Regions from separate parts of the Mus musculus genome. Here region 1 is linked to region 2. A link is a contact called in public Micro-C data. All regions are on one chromosome and are shown on one strand. Each heading gives the region's core, a stretch centred on a gene start, on an enhancer-like site or on the middle of the called end of the contact. The rest is flanking DNA. Distances are from core to core; before and after follow the strand shown. Region 1 overlaps Hivep3 (human immunodeficiency virus type I enhancer binding protein 3). Region 2 overlaps Hivep3 (human immunodeficiency virus type I enhancer binding protein 3).

Evidence for each region. A called contact is a pair of places that touch in the nucleus more often than the background predicts.
Region 1: a Micro-C map of the AtT-20 cell line shows a contact between it and region 2, with 6 times the contacts expected there. The contact joins two enhancer-like sites. A contact is called at or near these places in 4 of 39 promoter capture datasets (the C10 cell line, hippocampal neurons, liver and 1 more), 7 of 15 datasets of contacts at CTCF or cohesin (CD8 T cells, the NIH/3T3 cell line, embryonic stem cells and 4 more), 189 of 484 Hi-C or Micro-C datasets (the 4T1 cell line, the 63-12 cell line, 8-cell embryo and 99 more), 22 of 115 datasets of contacts at active chromatin or transcription factors (the 230-238 cell line, CD8 T cells, the NIH/3T3 cell line and 15 more) and 4 of 9 other capture datasets (adipose tissue, embryonic stem cells, embryonic tail and 1 more).

What each region holds. Positions count from the first base shown.
Region 1 is chr4:120,105,074-120,107,773 of GRCm38.p6, forward strand. All of the region lies in intron 5 of Hivep3 (human immunodeficiency virus type I enhancer binding protein 3), which reads left to right. Among named protein-coding and RNA genes, the nearest start is that of Gm36215, 32 kb to the left of the region's middle. Within about 2 kb of position 1,443, at least 4 of the 459 cell types and tissues checked have an H3K27ac peak or open chromatin away from gene starts, as enhancers often do. A contact at or near this core is called in the AtT-20 cell line, where this site is marked.
Region 2 is chr4:119,912,990-119,915,689 of GRCm38.p6, forward strand. The region is part of intron 1 of Hivep3 (human immunodeficiency virus type I enhancer binding protein 3); the gene reads left to right. Among named protein-coding and RNA genes, the nearest start is that of Hivep3, 100 kb to the left of the region's middle. Within about 2 kb of position 1,377, at least 12 of the 459 cell types and tissues checked have an H3K27ac peak or open chromatin away from gene starts, as enhancers often do. A contact at or near this core is called in the AtT-20 cell line, where this site is marked.

The DNA of each region.
Region 1 (2,700 bases), core at 193-2,692, 190 kb after region 2:
ATCCTTGTGCTTCTAGCTGGTCACATGGTATCGATAATCAGGTTCTTTCCATCCTCAGCTCAGCTGCCCCTCACCCTGACTCTAAGATCTACTGTGCTTCCTACCCTCGCTTCTGGTAAACCTCTTCTTTCATGGGCTCGGTGCTACCCACTAGGAATATTTGCTGATATGAAAAGGGGGAGCATTTTGTGTTGATACCTATCTGAGGACACCTCCACAGCGTCTCATGAATGGGACCAGGACTCACCAAGTGCTTGTCTCATCTGTCACCAAGGGTGCACCTATTCCAGGATCCTGAACACATGCTTAAGGCCAGTCTACACTAACCGTTTCTTCTTAGCCTCATTGCCTTCTTCTTTCTCTCTCTTTAACACTTACAATATCTTGTTTCACAGCAGTACATACTGGTAAAGGGTCTGTAATGAGGCCTGCTCAGAGTCCAGCAAGAGCCCAGAGAGGGAGGCAGAACTGTCTGCTGTAGAGAGAATATCTTGTGTAATGTATGGATGCATCACCTGTCAATGAAAAAGCCCAAGACTTAGGCAGGAAATAGAAGGTCGGATATCTGGGAGGCGGGAGAGATTCTGGGATAGAGACAGGTGTGGGAGATCGGCCTGGGAAGATATGAGGAGACAGACATGGTACCTGAGCACAGTAACCAGCTGCATGATAGAATGTAGGGTAAAATAAATGAACAGGTATCTTAGGATATGAATTCTAGTCAGAGTAGAGCCTAGCTATGTGGCCAAGGTATTTGTAAATATATTTTGAGTCTGAGTCTTATTTTGGGAGCATGGGGCTGGGAGGAAGGATTGGTACGTAACTTCTATAGTTTGCCAGCTGCTAATGCACCCTCCTTGGCCCTGGAGTCTCGTCCACTGACTACAGAGTTGTGTACTCTAAGACCGTGGGAGTAAGGATGGACAATCCCAGTCATCTCTGATCCTGAGAGAACTTAAAACATTCAGTCAGTCGCGCTGGTGGGACTCTGGTCTGCTTCGTATGCATCTGCTAGTGGGTAATTTCTCCATGGCATCTGTGCAGGTACAAACAGGGCCTGTTCACATGTTAATCTAATAAGCCAAGTATAGAAAGATGGGTGTTTTGTGTGTCTAGCTTCCTCAAGTCTTTGGATCACCAGCCACATTCCTTGACTCTCAGTCTAGCAGTTGACCAATTAGTCAATCCATCATGGAGGATAGACTTAATCTGTGCCTTGTAGGAGCTTTAGGCTAGACGTTATAGTGACCTAGTTAGTATCAAACTGTTATTCAGTACTTAAGCTGCTTGTGGACCAAAGCAAGGTAGCAATACAAAACCCTGTTCTGAGGTAGGGACCATCGGGGCCGAGATACCCACAGCACCCACAGGGGGCTTCCCAGAGCTGTAGGACCAGGCTGGGTGGTGTGGACAGGGTGGGGTGACAGACAGCTGGAGGGCCAGTCTGGGTGAGGTGGACAGGGTGGTTTGACAGCTGGTATATAAAGTAGGCTGGTCAGAGCTCTCCAGGTGACCACTGAGACTCTTGGATTCTTGCCAAGGTTGCCTGTCTTGCTGACATCATCCTACTCTTTGGCTTCAGACTTCTCATTACTCTTGCTGCAATGTCTGGGATCAGAGCTGGGCCCTCACTCTGAGCTCCAGACCTTTTCTCGGACACCTATGGCATCTTTGCCTAGGACACTTACAAACTCGGTACAGCTAAGCAAGGCCCGCACTTCCCAATCATAGTCTTAGTTACTTTTCTACTGCTGTGAAGAGACAGTGACTAAGGCAATTTATAAAAGAAAGCATTTAATTGGAGATTTGTTTACAGTTTCGGAGCGTGAGTCCATGACTATCATGGCAGGGAGCATGGCAGCAGGCAGGCAGGCATGGTGCTGGAGCAGTAGCCGAGAGCTCACATCTTATTTAGAGGCAGTAGGCAGAGAGAGAGAGAGAGAGAGAGAGAGAGAGAACATTATGTCTGCAGTGAGCTCCCCAATGACAAACCTTCAAAAAGGCCACACCTCTTAATTCTTCCTAAACGCCCCCCCCCCCGCCACTAGGAACCAAGCATTCAAAGATGGGGTCATTCTCATTCAAACCACCACACATGGTATCTCCTCCAACCTTTGAACTTCCGATGATGAAGCCTTCACACTCTAACCTCAACATCACCTCAGATGCCTTCTTCTGGATTCCATACGGTCCCTAGATTCTGGTGTCTGTATGTGAAGTAGTCAAGGGCTCAGAATGGCTTCTCTCTCCCTTTATCCCCTGCATCCTACCCTCCAGTGTTAGGGCCACTGGGCATCTTTCCACATGGTTGTTCCTGCAGAGCCCACTGTGGCTCTTACCTGCAGTGTTAACTCAGCCTCTCTCTAACTTGCCCAGGTTCCTTCACTTTCTGCTGCCTATGGATTCTACCCTTTGTCTGATCCACCTGATCTTCAGAAATGAGTGCTAGCCCTGCCTGGTGAACCTCTGAGGTCCCTGCCCTGGCACACCATAGATGGTTTCCATAATACCATATCAAGTCTCTTCTTGACTTGGTCCTGGAGCAATGCTTTTGTCCACAGTGTTGGCCCCTGTGGACTACCCTAATGTCCCCTCTCCGTGTCCCCTGCCACTTTTACACCTGAACAAAACCTGAGTTTTCCAGGCAGTGTCTGGGAGTACCTAGGAGCACCGTGCCTGCTGGCTTACACCCAGCTCTCT
Region 2 (2,700 bases), core at 127-2,626:
TTTCATAAGTATAGTTTTGCTACTTTTATGAGCTGTAACGTGAACGTTGGCTATGTGGGATAGCCGATAAGTGGCTGGAAAGGTTCATGACCCACAGGTTGAGATCCACTACTCTAGCAGCATTCTTAAGACTCAGTAGCTCTAGTTCTCTGTGTAGTGCCATGATGGGGCTGGACAGGACAGATCAGGAAGAACGACATCACTCTGGAGACTGTGGAAGAAGGACAGAGGAAACCTCAGAGAGGAGGGGAGTGATGATTCCCAAGGAATTACCTGTGGCAGGGGAGGGGACTTTTGCTCCTTGCTATTGTGCCTTTATGTGAGGTGTGTACATGTGTACGTGTGTGTGTGTGTGTCTGTGGTGTACACGTGTGGTGTGTGTATGTGATAGGTGTGTGTGGTATGTAATGTGGTATGTGTGTAGTGTGTGTGTGTGTGTGTGTGTGTGTGTGTGTGTGTGTGTGGGTGGTGTGCATATGTATGTGTGTAGTGTATATGTATATGAGGTGTGTGTGTGTGTGTAGCATGTGTAGCGTGTGTGTGTGTGGTATACATGTAGTGTGCATATGTGTGGTGTGTATGTGTGTGGTGTGTGTATGTGTGTGTGGTGTGCATATGTATGTGTGTAGTATATATGTATATGATATGTTTGTGTGTGTGTGGTGGGTGGTGTGTGCGTGGTATATGTATGTGTGCGTACAGTGTGTGATGTGTGTTTGTATTCATATACTTTTGGGCTCACATGTGTGCAGGCCTAAGTATAGTTTTGTTGACGGAGAGTTTAGTGCCTTCTTCAATCACTTCCTACATTATTTGCTAATGCTCATCTAGGACTCATTGATTAGACAAGTCTAGCTACTCAGCTTGCCCCAGTGATCATCTCTCTCCACGTTCTGAACTCTAACTCTGGGATCACAGGCTGCTGCCCGGCTGCCACCTCTGCCCAGCTTTTTACATTAGCGTTAGGGATTTGAACCCTGGCCTCCACACTTGCACAGTAAGCCCTCTATCCATGCCACCATCTTCCCAGCCCATATTATGCCTTCTTCATCCTCCTACCCTGCACTAAGTCCTCTCTTCACCTCCTCCTCCTGAAGTCCCTGCCTCCTTAGGGGCTCAGGATAGGCTCCCTGCACCTTCAGACTTTAGTCTCCCCTCTGACCCCAGGAAAATCTAAATGGCACTGCCTCTTTCCCAACCCTCTTTCATTGTGCTCTAAGTTCTTTGGGGCCATCATTTAACTCCACCTGGTAATTATGAGAGTGCAGATTGCATTAATCATAGTCTCTTTTGCCCAGTCACGGTTCAGGGCTGGATAATGGAGGAGAAAGGGAGGGGAAAGGATCAGAAGCAAAGGAGCTAATCTCTTCCTTGTTTCAGGGAAGGGACTGCCCAGGACTTCACGGAGAAGGCAGAAAGGGCCCAGCCCAGCCTAGCCCAGCCCAGCCCAGCCCAGCCTCTCACCTCCAGCAGCCAGTGCCAGCTCTGTTTTGCAAACAGCTGCTGTGGAGCTCAGTGGCAGGCAGGGGCCACAGCAAGGCTTCTGTGCTTCGGCTTCTGACCCACCACGTTCAGAGTGTGTCCTTAGCCATGCTGTCATGCTTGTTACCTCTGTGTGGTAGCCTCCTCGGTCCTTGTATCCACAACACCCAGGGAGCTCTGCAGACTTAGTGAAGTAGGTGCTGCCTTGCTTCTGTAGGTTCCCTACAGAACCAGAGAGGAACATCAAACTTTATTTACCTAAACATAAATTAGAAATGCCGGGCCGGAGAGATGGCTTAGCGGTTAAGAGCACTGACCTCTCAATAGCTCCCTGCTAGGCTTTGTGTTCTATTTCCCTTCATTCGTTTGTGTCGCATGAAGATGGTCCCAAACTCAGTAGGCTGAAGCTGTGACATTTATGGCTCCCAGATCTGGCTGATAGCTCTGCTGGTCTAGGATAGACTCACCCCGCAGCTGCATTCAGCTGGACTGGACAAAGAAGAAAGTCCCACCCACATGCGTCCGGTCTGGGTGCTGGCTCCAAGCTGAAGCACCTGGTGACCCCCACATGGATTCTTACCCACCAGCCATCATACCAGATTTCCCCACAATGTGCTGGGCTCAGGATTCCCAGGACAGTGAAGCTTCTAGGACTCTTACAGCATGGCCATACCTGGTATAGCACTCTCTGAGAGAAAACAAAACTCAAGACCACTCGGGCTCCAGGGGAGAGAAGCAGGCCCATGTGTGGAGTAAAGGAGTCCTTAGTCCTGTTGACCAGCACCTGGGACAGCTCAGCCCTTCATCCCAACCTTTCTTTGCTTTGAGAGAGCAAATGAACCTCCTGGAAGCCTCTGCACATGGCTACTGTGGACACATTATGAACGCAGTGGATCAGCAGTGCAGGCACCAATGCCTGGGTCCCTGGCTGTCCCTGAGCTAGGGAGAAGCTGTTTGCAGAGCACAACTGCCAGAAGGAATGAGGACATATGCCCTCCAGACTGATGCAGGCAGCCCCTGGACAGGGTTGTGTGGCCCTCCTCAGGTACCACTCAGTTCAAGCTGGAGGTTTCTGTCGATTCTTCCTAGCATGAATCTTGTGAGAATTGGCCCACCGGACCTGGCTGTTTTCAGCATAGCATCTCTTAAATTGTTTTTTTTTTTCTTTTTTTTTCTTTTTTTTTTAAAGATTTATTTATTTATTATATGTAAGTACAC